Regions from separate parts of the Mus musculus genome. Here region 1 is linked to region 2. Evidence: chromatin contacts called from public HiChIP or PLAC-seq data. All regions are on one chromosome and are shown on one strand. Each heading gives the region's core, a stretch centred on a gene start, on an enhancer-like site or on the middle of the called end of the contact. The rest is flanking DNA. Distances are from core to core; before and after follow the strand shown.

Evidence for each region. HiChIP or PLAC-seq counts read pairs in DNA pulled down with a chosen protein or histone mark.
Region 1: an H3K27ac HiChIP or PLAC-seq map of regulatory T cells shows a contact between it and region 2, with 15 times the contacts expected there. The contact joins two enhancer-like sites. A contact is called at or near these places in 1 of 15 datasets of contacts at CTCF or cohesin (the NIH/3T3 cell line), 1 of 484 Hi-C or Micro-C datasets (bone marrow-derived macrophages), 10 of 115 datasets of contacts at active chromatin or transcription factors (the NIH/3T3 cell line, SST interneurons, acute myeloid leukemia and 6 more) and 1 of 9 other capture datasets (embryonic stem cells).

What each region holds. Positions count from the first base shown.
Region 1 is chr13:37,297,967-37,304,862 of GRCm38.p6, reverse strand. No RefSeq gene overlaps it. Among named protein-coding and RNA genes, the nearest start is that of Gm40913, 32 kb to the left of the region's middle. Within about 2 kb of position 1,777, at least 22 of the 459 cell types and tissues checked have an H3K27ac peak or open chromatin away from gene starts, as enhancers often do. A contact at or near this core is called in regulatory T cells, where this site is marked.
Region 2 is chr13:36,305,662-36,312,793 of GRCm38.p6, reverse strand. The region is part of intron 4 of Fars2 (phenylalanine-tRNA synthetase 2 (mitochondrial)); the gene reads right to left. Among named protein-coding and RNA genes, the nearest start is that of Gm40912, 100 kb to the right of the region's middle. Within about 2 kb of position 3,658, at least 21 of the 459 cell types and tissues checked have an H3K27ac peak or open chromatin away from gene starts, as enhancers often do. A contact at or near this core is called in regulatory T cells, where this site is marked.

The DNA.
Region 1 (6,896 bases), core at 528-3,027, 990 kb before region 2:
ACAGAAAGCAAAATGCCATCAAAGGTCAAGGAGACAGGGATAAATCTTCCAATAAACCATCTCCCTAAAATTGGATTGGTTAGAAGACTCAAACCAAGGTAAATACTGATAAATCAAACCTAGCTGTGTGAACCAACGTGGTCACACTGGGTCATACTGGAATGCCAAAACTGGTTTCAGGAGAAACATTGTTTTTGTAATTTTCATCTCCAATTCAAAGGGGAAATGTTAAGATTGCCTCAGTGGGTACAGACAATATGTTTGAGAGCATCAATATCTATTCATAGTTAATATTGTTAGGCAGCTGTCAGTCATTGGCTGCACTAAGGCATACTACCAAAAGCCTCTGGAAAATATTACAATTAGAGCTATAACACATATACACACAGATAAAGAAATAAGTGAATAAATATAAAATTAAACACTGATTTTGCTTATCAGCCAGAAATTTGGCTTGGTGACTAAGTCATTTTGATCTACAAGGGTAGACAGAGGTAAGGTGGAGGCACAGAAATTTGAAGAGTCTTGAGTGAATGGACGTTATTGGTAGTCATGTTAGGGAAGGCATTTTAGGGACATGATGCAAAGGATCTATCTGTCAGACAAGGCATTTATCCAGCCTGGAATATTTGTGTGCTCAAAAACATGTGATGATTAAAAGGGTAAGAGTGTTCAATGGATGCCTTACTCTCTCATAGTGCTATTAACAAAGTAGTAGTTTGTACTGGTTATTTGTTTTAGTATTTGTAGAATTAATAGAAAGCACATAACCCCTCGCCCCCTGCTCCATTGAGATTGATTCAAATAGCATCATGGTGCAACAAACAGATTTTTAGCTAACTTTGCCACTCACTGGCATGAGACCTTAGAGCTGGTCATTTCCCTCCCTCCATCCCTCAGTGCTGTTCCTGCCTCTTCTGGCTTCTCTCTTGCTAAGACTGAACCATGATGGCTCAGTGACAATAGGGTTTACCACACAAGCCTGGTGACCGAGTTCCATCCCTGAGCCTACTAAAGGTAGAAGGAGAGAACCTGTTCTGCAAAACTGTCCTAAACTGTCCTCTTGCCTACAAATGGGTGCTGTACTACACTTGGTCACACACATCCATCACACACATATACATCACACACACATATACATACATACAACTAAGTATAAAAGATTGGAATAAATGTCTTCTGAGAGGTCATGACTCAAATGGAAGTGGCACAAAAGTAAATATTTTTAATAACTACATTCTTCTGATCAGGAACTGGTTCTATTTTGTTTTTATTTTTTAAAATAATGTAACAGATCACATTGGGCTAACAGAAGAAAAAAACCCAATAAAATGGTTGAATACTATACCCCCAAATTACACATCATTTAGAGAATGAATAGAGAAAAGGTGGAGGGGTGGAAGAAAGACAGAAAGCCTTAACCAGTCAACAGCAATGGAAAAAATGTGATCAAAGATGTTTTGGAGCCAACCTGTCCTTGTGTAGTTTCTGTAGTTTGCACTGATGCCATAAATGTCTTTGTGTTCCTTAACCTCCAGGGTCCTGATGAAGTCAGCCAGATCGCTAGTGTGAGCACAGGTCTCACTGTTAGCTTTCTGGGTTTTGTGTTTTTCTGAAGATGAGGGGATGTTTTTGTTTCCACATCTGAATTGGTTTGGAGCAGCACAGAGAAAGGAGGTGATATGATCTAAGGTGACGACTAACTCAGAACTGTAGCTTGCACAGTTCCAATGAGGATAGGAGACTCCACTGGGAGGCTGCCCACACCTCGTGATGGTATCAGATTACTCACAAACCTTGGTAGGCGTTCTTGAGTCAAAGGCACAAAGAGATGAGGTAACAACCCTTAACCCTTCCCAGCTCTTTATAAATCAGACTTGCCTGTTTGAGAGCAATTGTGAGTATTCTGTCAGCAACTGTCAGTAATACGTGTGAAACTGTCACAGTCAAAATGGATGCCTTTGCGGCAAAGCAGAGCCAAAACCAAACACAAAACCCACGAGGCTATGAAGGAGGGCCCTGTGCCTTTGGTAAGGACAATTACATAAAGACTGTCAGAAGGGCCTCCTCTGCCAAGAGCTTCCAAACTACAGCTCACTATTTGAGGGTTAAGGATTAGTCAGCTAATGTACAAGAACCTATTTCTGTTGCATTCCTACCACCGCTTAGCAATTAAGTTCAGCTGTGGCCAGGATCCATGTAGCCAATGTTCTCTATGAATCAGAGCAAAACACACATACTATCCATTGGAGCACTGGAAACCCCTCTGTCCTTTGCCCCTCTGAGTGTGCCAATGGCTCCTGGTGTTAACCAAGTCGACATGGTACTCTTGATCTCAATCAGAGGTGAAAAAGGACTCAGAGTAATATACCTGTGGATGTGGCTAACTTCTTTGTATTGCTTTGTTGGGGAAAATTCTATCAATGTATTCCTTCTACTTGGTACTTACATAAAGAGATTCTAATAACTCCTGGTCTGGTTATTTATGTTTCTGAGCTTGCTTTTAATGGAAAATTGGGAAAGACTGAGAGTTGCAAACCTTGGTTTGTACTTTCGAATGAGTTCAAAGTTACCAGAAAATGTTTTCAAAAGTAGAAAAGGCAACATTTTTTAAATGCAAGGGATTTATTATTCCTGTCTACACATGAACTAGTCAGAATCAAAGAGAGATAAAAGCTTTGACTTGGTTTAAAAAGGAACCTGTGATTGATATATGATGTTTTGAGACTTCATATGTAGGAAATTACACTTACCATCCAATTATTCTAAGATGAATAGAAAAAGTCATACCTGCAAGGTGTGATGGCACAGACCTTTAATCCCACCCAGCACTTGGGAAGCAGAGGCAGGTGGATCTCTTTGAGTTTTGAAATCAGCCTGGTCTACAGATGGAGTTGTAGGGCAGCTAAAACCCATACACTGAGAAACCCTGTCTCGAACAACCCAAACCAGGCAGAACAAAAAAGTAATACTCATGATTAACTTTCGATTTTTCATTTGGGTTGGTTGGCCAGCAAGATTCCAGGATACCCCTGTCTTCACATCCCAAGGCTGGGGTCACAGGGATGTTCAGTCTGCCTGCCTGTTTTAATGTGGGTTCTGGGGATTTGAACTCAGGCTCTCTTGTTTGTAGAGCAAGTGTCATCACTCACGGAGACATCTCCCTCGCTCCAAGTGCTGAAATTTTTCCTTGAAAATACTTCTCCTCTAAGGGATATAAAGATAAAGTTCTGCTTGGTAGTATCTTATATCCGTCGATCCTCTGTGCGATAGCCGTTGAAGAAGAGTAAAAATTAGCCAGAGACGGCAAGTCAGCTCCTGGTTATTCAACATCTGACTGTGTTGGAAGAGCGAATCTCTATGAACTGGAGGTGAATTGCAGAAACGACACGGGAAGCTGGAGAATAGAAGATGCCTAATGACTGCATACTCCTAGTTTCTAAAACCCAAATTAAGTACGTTTTACTAACCAATATTAATGAATGTCCTTCTCTTCTCTTTTCTCTTTTTGAGATAGGCCATCAGGTTGTGAGTGCTGTCTTCTGATTAGCTAAGACTGTCCTTGAACTTTGCATTATACTTCCCAGTATACCACAGTCATCATTCTATAACTTTTAAATCCACTTAATGAGATTACAGATGTGGAGCCTGGGGCCCTGGGTGCTCATGTTGGTGTTCCAGCACTGCTAAACATTACCTGGGAGCTGAGAGCAATCCTGGGTGTTCATGCTGGTGTTCCAGCGTGACTACCCATTGCCCGATCTTTGTTCTTTAACTTCCTTACCTGCAAGATTGAGCAAACACTGCCGGGACTGTGGAAGAGCTTACAGAAGCTATGAGCAAGATATTTTTGCAGCGACAGGAACATGACAAACACCATACCAGAAAACTTTTATAGATTTCTGCTGGGCATTTAGTTAGTTTCTCCCCTTCTAAGTTATTACTATCATTGTCTGTGTACATAATGTATGTGCACATGTGTGTGCATATATACAAGGTCAGAGGGCAGCATTATGAAGTCCGATCTCTCTTTCTACCTCTGTGTTCAAACTCATATCACCAGGGTTGCACAGTAAATGCCTTTACTGGCTGAACCATCTTGCAGATCCCAGTGTATCCTTTAGGTTGTAAGTATAATTATTATTCTGACAAGTGTTCATTTGTAACATTCTTCGAAAACATTTCTGGTTATTTTCTTAAAATAAGCTTGTAGGAAGAATTGTGTTGAGAAGCTATATATAGTTTTGATGCTTTTGGTTTCTATTTACAAACTCACAAGGAGAAAAGCTTTTCCCATTCCCCTACCAGAGAGGCTGTAGGTACCTGCCTTGAAAACCATATGTATGTGTACCCCAATCTGCTGCGCTTAGAGAATGAGGAAATGGACTTCGAACAGTGCTTTCACTCACATTCACTTGATGGGCTTCTTTGCTTGATTAATGTCCCCTCTCCAATCTCCTATAATCCTCGTCCCACCTGCCAGCCACTTCCCCTCATGCCTGCAGCCCTCCTGCCTCCCTCACAGGAAGATTATAGAGCACTCATTTCTCCCACCATTTATCATGTGGAACACTTTCCTGAGTGTAGTCCACTTTGTCATTTTCCCCTCTGAAAATATGGCACTGAGTCCGGGCATAATAGTCCATGTGTGTGGTCAGACCAGCTGCTGTATGTGCCAAGGAATAAGATGGCTCAATTATAATGTGTTTACTTTTGAGAAGCCATTAGCATGCAGTTTGCTTTGAGTTTCTATTGAATCTTGGAGTGACTTAGAGTGAATTTAGGCCAGAGGAGCTTTTGTCAAGGAAAAAGGAGGGGCGAGGGGGCTAAAATGGCTTTCTCCTCTCTCTACCTCTTTAATGCCGCTGTTATGACCACACACATGCCGGGCCTGGACTGCATAGCTGTGTCAGTGCAGTCCTGGGTTGTAGTGGTGATTTTTAGCATCTTTTACTTTGCATCCTACATACAGCTGAAGCAATATGGGTTCTCTCTATGCAGAGTAAGTGGGGAGATATGAATATGAAGGATCCATGAAGCTGATGAACAACCCCAGAGAGGAGAGAGGTGTTCTTTTAATGGTTTCCTGATGGCTTGCTTAGTTCCTGAAGGTGACCTTATCATCCCTCTTTCATGATGTGTGCTTTCCTTGGACATTCACCCTCTCCAATCTCCTATAATCTTCATCCGGCCTGCCAGCCACTTCCCCTCATGCAGGCAGTCCTCCTGCCTCCTCTCTACCTCTTTAATGCAGCTGTTTTGACCACACACAGGGGTCTAAAACCTAAATGAGTGCCCGAAAAACCTAAAGAGATGATGATTGGTATTGCAAATATCTATTGAGGAGATAGACGTTGGAAGTTTAGGTGTGAAGGTGACTCATGCCATTCATGTATTTTATACAATGCATTCTAAGGTATTGGGCTACAATGACTTTTGAAGAGGCACTGGGGACTCAATGGGTCTGTCAGACCTGAGAACTCTGGCTGTTGAATTTGAGTGTTATTATTGGAGCTGGGTGACAGGAGATATAGAATATGAGGCCTAAAGGAGACTGCTGGAGGGAGGGATCATAAGCTCAGTGAAAGGCCATTTACTAACCGGACTTCTAATTTTATTTGGGGGGTGGTGGTGACTATGATATGAAGAGCTTTCAGTCTTGGAAGCAGTGATGGAAGACCAATGAAGGAGACCATGTTTGTGGAGCCCAGTGAGATCTGGTATTGATGGGAATAATGAAGTGAGGGCATTTGGGGTGAAATTCCCTTGCACTGAGCTCAGCAATGGCAGCCAGCCAGCCAGCCAGCACGTGCTCTGTTGTCTTAAAGCTGTTTAGTCATCTGGTGGCTTTGTGACTTCATAAGATACTGCCCAACAGCTATGATTCTGGATCAAAGTAGCTCTGGGAGAAGAGGAATGAGCAAAGATCTAGAATTAGGATCTAATTCAGCCCAGGATCAAGTTTACCAACTAAAGTCTACTGGGGCTCTTACACAACTATTCAGAGCAACTCATCAATAATATGACATAACTTGAGATCTCTAATCAATTTTCAGTGAATTTCAGTCCAAATTATCATGTGCAACTGTGAATAAAAATATTTGAAAATAATTTTTGGAGAGTGCCCCACCCCAGTAATTTTAATTTTCATGAAATGCTCTGCCCATCAGCTTTTTGAGTAGAATTATATTTCCCCTCCTTCCTTTGACTTGAAGTTTTATAATTGACACATATCTCCAAGTCTGTTGTGAGTTGAAGGCCTTACCATCCAAACTCTGCAGCTCTACTCATCAATTACAGATGCCATTTTGTCTGTGGACTTGAAGACATCGGGTCTGTCCCTCATCTTCCCTGGAGGCTGAGAAAATAAAATAGCTTCTCCATCATAATGGATTATTTTGACCTTGCAAATTCATACACCTCAAAGACCTTGTTCTGTGAAAGAACCAAGGAAGGGTAGTACCATCAGCAGCACCACTGCCCTTGAGACTCAGGCTGTCTGAGAAGAAGCTCTGTAACACACTGTACCTTCCTAAGTCAGGTCTGCTTGGAGATGTGCATCCCGGTGTTGGGCTTGCCAGAACACTTTTAAAAGGCGCGAGCTTCCCTGCTGAACAGGGATGTTAATTTTTCATGAACCTATGCTGTGATGAGGAGCATGAAAAGGAGGAGAGAACGCATCAGGAAAAGAATGAGACAAAATAAAAGGAGCACTCCCCTGGTTCCAGGCAGAAAGATGGAGACTTGGAATTTTGCCTGTTAGAAGACTGACGTTAAATACAGAATCGTTTGATGAAATTAACTCTTTGGTGTGTATTTCTTGGAAAAGGGAAGGGGACTGCCAATTTAGAAGCCATCTGGACACTGTAAAGATTGCATTTCCACTCTGGCAGGAG
Region 2 (7,132 bases), core at 2,409-4,908:
ACATCCCTTTCTCTAAGACACTCAGGAGACCTGAGCCTTGCACCTTACCAAGCAAGTTCCCATTTTTCCAGTACCCGCACTCTTTGATTCTGTCCCTCCTCTTCTGAGCTGAGTCAAGTGTGGCGGTAAAACCAGGATAGACAGGAATTATCTTCTTGCCCAACAGCTCATTTCTTCAAAGCGTTCCTTGAAATTACTGTGTGACACTTTTCACAACTACACAATGTAAGTGACAAGACAGACCACTTATAAGACTGAGGTCCAGCTAACTGCTGTGAGTTTAAAGAAGGTAGGAACAGATGAACTGGACCGCATTGGGTGCTTATTAAAAGCCACCATTCACATTTGGTGAACTGAAATTTTAGTTACAAAGTTACCAGTATGTTACCTAATCTACACATGTATTTCATATCTTTTTAGGAGCTGGTAAACTAGCAGTCATGCTTCAGTCATGGGTAACCATACCCATTCACTTGAGTTTCCTGCAATTCTCCTCACAGGACTATTTGGAGACTGGCCCAAAGAGCTGCTCTTATTTATTCTCAGACTTTACAGAAAACGTCTGCAGGCTTCTGCTTTCCATTCTTCACTACACACTATCACTTCTTTCTCCAGAAAGCTTCTCAACTCAAACTGCCTTCCTGTGTGTGGGGAAGCACAACTCACCACCATTTCCAATGTTTCATTTTTGCTACAGAGGGGCTTCCTCACCATCCAGCTCACTCTGCCTTGTTCCCTTGGGGTTTTTTTCTGGGTTCACTCTCCCACTCATGCCTAAGAATCTGTGTGCTTTTAGTAGCCATCAAAACAAGGTTCCACATTTCCCATCTAGGGTCCTTGATTCAGACAGCCTCACCCCTTCCTGCCCTTGGCCCCATTCAGGCAGTGTCTACACTTCTGCACACAGCCTAAGTTCCCTTCCACCGCCACACTGGCTTCTGCTCCCGTGCCAGGTCTCAGCTCAGCCTGCCCATTTCTGTGGCAGGGTCTTCTTTTCCCACTCCATGGATCTATCCTGGCATCCACCCTTGCTTTTTGGTTCAGCCACCACTACTCAGCACTCTCACTCACTCACTCACTCACTGACTTACTCAAAATCCATCTCCTACTAGTCTTCATTTTATAGCTCTCAGTGGCAACAAAAAGGAAACAATTGAGACTGAACACTCACTTCAGCAAAGCTCAGCTAGGAGGAACTTCTTTTAGGACTGATCCTCCCTTAGATGTGGAACGCTAACTTGTATTAGATTTTGTCAGGTAAAGCTCATCTCCATGCACATAGCAATAAAGTTTACATCAGACTCAACTATGTTCAAGAGTTTGCTTTTATTTACAAAGATTTAGTTAGTCTCTTTTGGAATACATCATATATAGGAGAAGAGTGGGATATTAGAATAATTAAAAGGTATCAATGAGGAATAAGTTATATACTCTCCTCTTGTAAAAGCTAGCATCATGTTTATTTCCCATATCTGCAAATTGCAGTCCTGGGAAATAATCATTATTTGCTCAGCAGACCCCAAACATGGGAAGACAAACTTTGAGATCATCAGGTCTGACCATTTATGAATAAATGTCTGGACTGTTAACAACACAAAAAAACCTTGCCTCCGAATCCCTGCAGGGGAGACTGGCGATCTCCTCCCTGGGTGTGGTTCCCCTGGTCTTTCTTACTCTGTTCTCTCTCTGGTTTGCTTGCCATATGTCATCAAAATATGCCTGCCCTGCCTGCAGTCAGACCTGCCGTCCTAGGGGTCACAAACTGCTAGGCTAGGCCACTGAGAAAGGAGCCTGATTAATTAGAAAATTAAGCCTCAGTTATGTTCTATGGTTCTCTTAAAAGCCATTACCACCAACAATTAGTGTATCAGCCCTCTCTCTAGTCTCTTAAAACCATTGTGAGCCTTAGCTTTCTATCCTAGCCCACCAATTACTTACTCTTGACTGGGAACTTTCACTTTTAACTGATTTTTCAAACACAAATTAAAGTACTGAAAATTAATAGCTGGTAGAAGATGAAAAAGAATTTGCTTCAAACTCATTTTTAGCCATTACAAGTCAAGAAGTGCTAAACATCAGACTTAGAAGGGAGGAGCTTCCTTTCCATGGGCAGGTTAGCCATATGTAAGAGATAATACTGCCAACCCCAAGTAGGTTGTGAGCACACAAATGTGTGTGTCCATTTCCTGTGTTAGCTGGCATCACACACATAACAATGGCGAGGTGAGGCAGGCATGGCAGAGTTAAAACCTGCTACTGTCAGCCACGGCATCCATGTGTTAGGAGTCATGCCTTTTACTGGCAAATTCTGAAGCTTCTGCCTTTGAAAGCCTGTAAGGACTGTGTTCACAGAGAAAGCAGGTGGCATAAAGAGGTTGGTGAGGTTAGATGTTTCTGTGAATTTGCTTTTAAAAGATCTGAAATTCTTGCCAGCAGTGTGTGTGCACTCAAATGTGCAGAACTGGGGACAAGTCATCCTGCATTGGAAAGATCAAAGCCATGTTCAGAACACCCACATCCAGCACAGGGCCAGACTTTAAATATATAGTTAGCCTTTTGGCTTCTCTCGGTGGAAAATGCTAGATTGCTAACAACCACACCCACGATTTATTGCTATACTCAAATTTCCCTGCTATTCGATTGTCTGTGGACTTTCAGAGTAGTTTCCATTTAGCGCTTCTCTCTAATGATCAACTGCTCTAGCACAGACCCTTCTCACCAGGAGCCATATATATATTAATATATCTATATATTATCTAAATCTGCTCCACACTTCTGAAACGGACCCATGTGAGACCAAGATAGCATTAGCAGTATCGGTAACACTGGTAGATGCCATCTTCAGTATGCTAAGACACCCTGAGTCTGAGGCAGCAATGAGAGCTGCTAGCAAAGAAATGAGAAAGCGCATTCACTCATCCCAACCAAACTGACGAAAACCATGCTTGTCATCAGACTGGCATACTCTAGTCTGGTTGGACAGTCTGTCCCTGGCCACAGCCTTACCTATAATCTAGTTGTGTTGCTAGAAGAGAACACAGCACTGCCTACTCAGCTGCAAGCAGCCATTGAGGAACTGTTTTTACTCCAGACTCTGCTGGCCTTGATTCCCCAATGGGTTGTCCACTGGAAATACTTTCTTCTTTCTCAGGTCTCATTTAATTCACACTCTGCTTCTGCCAGATCCCAGGCAGCCCTGAGACATGATGTGTTCCCATGAATCCTTCAGGAGCCTCCATACTGGCTGGAAAGTGAAGTTCTCATGAGTAGAATATCTCACTGCAACATACACACTTTGAGAACTACAGTTTCCTGAGGTCAGAAGGCATGATTTAGACCAGATCCACACCAAGCTTTTGAAATGATGTCAAATGGCAAAACTCCCGATGCAAAGATTCAGGCAGAACTATGTCTTTGTAAGACAACACACTTCCCAAGAGTACTGCTCTCTGAACAGCTGTCTATGCTGGATCTAACCACCACTTAACAGCTGCTACAGTTCTGAGTGCCCCTCATGTTGATTTATATACATAAGAAAGGAGATGGAGTTTAAAAACCCAATCCAGCAGGGAAAATGAAACCTAACAGCAAAGGAGCAGGGTATGTAGGTCACAGCCAGACCCAAAGTGTAAGCAGTTCGTCACTACTATTTGAGTCAGATTCAGTTTTCAGAAGTAAAAGAGCAATGAATGAGCTCATCAGATAGATATTCTGGAACACAGGACCATAGAACAAGTTTTGTACAGTTTTCTATTTCTGCATGTGATGACATCAACAAGCAAAACGGAAGCAAACTGGAAGAAAATGATCCCGAAGTTACTTTAAACCATCACAAAAAGTGACAACTCTATAGGCAACTTAGAAAAGCAGGTTTTAAATGGGTACACTGTTGTATGGGAACATTAGCTATCAGTTTACTCAATTCCTGGGACATGGATCTGAATGCTGAGGCCCAGAGAACTAGACCAAAGTAACAGATACAATTACTCAAAATATACACCAATGACTAGACCCAAGCCCTCGGACTCTGTCCTCACCACAATGTAACTACTCAAGTTGTTGGACTGAAGGTTTACAGCATACATTTCAGCCCAGAGACTCTTGGGGAAAAACCCACAGGAGTCCTCTTCCATGGGACATACTCCCTCTTTTGCTACTTCTAGAATTCTTCTTCCTGAGAAAAGGTACGGATTCCAATCTCTTGGGCTCCACAGTGTCTCTAACAGAAACAAGTTAGAGAACTGATCATGGTTTCATCAGTGCCCACATCACCAAAGCTTCCTTTGGTAAGAAGTTGGTGCTCCTGGCTTCAAGGGAAGGCTAACCCTTGTTTCAGTTTTGAGCATCCTGGCTCATCTAGCTGTGGGTTCCTTCAGTCAAATGAAGGTTCCTCTTCTTAACTCAGAAGTCCTGACATCCTCTTCATGCAGTTGCTATCTTGTTGTGATGGGCAGGAACTCAATCCAGTGAGTAACTAAATATGGATTTTACCTAAAGGGATAACTGCTTTTAGGAAGTGTGAAGAATTTAATTACAGCCAAGATACAGCCAATTCTACTTTCTGCAAAACAACAAAAACTACAAACAAAAAATATATGTGAATAATAAACCTAACACAACAAAGGTTCAACTTTGCCAGCACCTACTTGAATGCCTGGCATGAATCATCAGTACTGACATAAGGGGCACAGCAATGACTGAATTCCTCCTGAGAACAACCCAAAATCAAGAAGAGAAACACAGAAGCAAAAAGAGCTAAAGGCTACAGCTTTAAGTAAAAGAAGCTCCATCAGACCTCTCTGTTGGACAGGAGGCTGGCTCAGCCATTCACCTTATCATTTCTACTCTCTCTCTCCATGCTCCTCAACAATGGCATCAAACAGCCAAAGGTCTGGAGAAAAGAATAAGAGAAAAAAATATAAAGGTCTTGAAAATTCCATCCTTCAGAAAACCATATCTTCTGGAATCAACTGTTTTATCACAGTAGTCATGTTTCCAATTTAGAACTCTAAAATATCAAAAAAATTAATCATTTCCTATTTTTTGAAGCTTTGTCCTAGATTCCATTTACTGAAACTTTGAGTAGCATAAATTGCCTAACTCAACAAATATGTAAGTCCCAAACACCCCAGAGAGGCTCCCTATCCCCTAGAGCCACACACAGGCAGCTAGAGCAGAGCACTGGGGAGGTGGTATTCATCCCTCTCATAGGGCTCCAGAGCTGTGTAATTAGCTACGATTGCTGAATTACAGCAGCCCAGGGAAAGAGGACTAAAATCTATTTGTTTATTCACCATGAACGATAATGTAAAACACTTAATTGCTTTCAGCCGCTGCAGCTCCTGTTATAAAGAAAGGTCAATGAATTACTAATTTAGGGTAGAAAAAATAAATTCGGGAATTATATTTTTCAAAGAGACAATGTTGAAAACTCTACTTAAAATGGAACTATGCATAGCCAAATGACCCACATCCCTGACTCTTGATCAGAACACTGATAAAACATTTTAAATATATTTAAGGAACTGTAAGAAGCAAGAACTCCCAGTGATGAAACTGGCATTCATTTTTCATGTTAATAGCTTTTGCTACTAGGATAATAGCTAATGCAAGCAGGAACTGAAGGCGTGAAGTGGTGGAGAAACACTGTGATTTCTATTATTAAACAAGATAAATACACAATGTTCTGTGTACTCAGATTTCTGACATTTAAACCACTACAGCCAATCATTTCAGATACCACTCAACTTGTCCTCTGCCCACATCAAACACATCATCTCAGCAGGCCTGGCGAAGGAGCCCATCTTCAGACATGCTCCATCTTCTGCAGAGTTAGTTGTAGGCACACTGGACACCTGCCCATTCTGTTTCTCTGGTACTCTGGAATAAACATCAAAATGATGGTCTTTCATTAGGCCAGTCCAGCTTTTTACAGTAAAGCTAATAACTGCGGAAATTAACCATCATAGTTACCACTGTGTGTTATGATTAAATGATGCCCGTGTGCTTGTAAATAAGGATATAGAGTTCTTAAAATCTTCACAGAAGAGTTTCAGTCTTAATATCATACCGAGAAGATACTTTTTCATCCATTATTGTTCAGAGTTACAAGATTAGAGCTTATTAACTAAGTATCAATGCTAACTGTTACTCTTAAAAGCTTGTATCTTGAAAACCAGTATCTGAGAACCTAACTACACTAAAAGATAGGACTTGAAAGGACTAATTCATTCAAAGAAAGCCACTATATTGAACCATATCAGAAGTGATAAGGACAGTAGTGTATTGAGAGGAAAAATTTATGAGGACACCTAAAGCAAGTGCCATCTACACACCAAGGAGGAAAGGAAGACTCAGAGAAACAGCTTTTCTGACTCTATTCAGAAATAGATTCACAGTGTCCCACATGGCTCAGTCTGTTGGAACTGCTGTGGCAACCTAACTCTATGACAATGTCCAGCTTTTGTAGTGAAAATTCAGGAATTTCACCAATTCCCCCCCCCCTCTCAAATATTGGCAAATATTCTAGAAGCTGAAAAAATTCTCAAAAGGTCTCATTTGACTTTATCTTATGCTGACTTGTATCATTCCTGCAAGCAGAGACAGTAAGTATAATTCAGTGTAAGTGGCCCTTCTGAAACCCATCTTCTGTTTCACATTAACCACAGAAGGGCACAGCATTTCAGAAGACTTGAGTATGAAGCTGCCTTTCCTTCAACGGGAAAGGAAATGAATATGTTCATAGGGGTCCTTAGTGAATAACCCGGGCATAGTGATTTCATGGGATGTTTTGTTTGTTTCTTTGTTTGTTTGTTTTTGACACAGGATCTCATTTGTCATCCAGACTGTCCTGAAACCTGCTACATAGCCTAGGACAGTCTTACACTCTCAGTAATCTACCTGCCTTACTTCTGGAATTATAGACATGAGGCACCATGACCATTTCTGACCCATGATTTTAACAAGGTGAGTTTTTCTGCCATAGGCAGACCTTCAAGTGCTGGCTGGCTGCTCAGGCATGGCCTCGCAGTGACTGTGATAGCCTAAAGAGTCTAAGCTGGTCCTTAGACTTCTCACCCTAGACTCTAGGCAACTACTCAATTAGGGCTGATCTACAAGTTGTAATCTATTT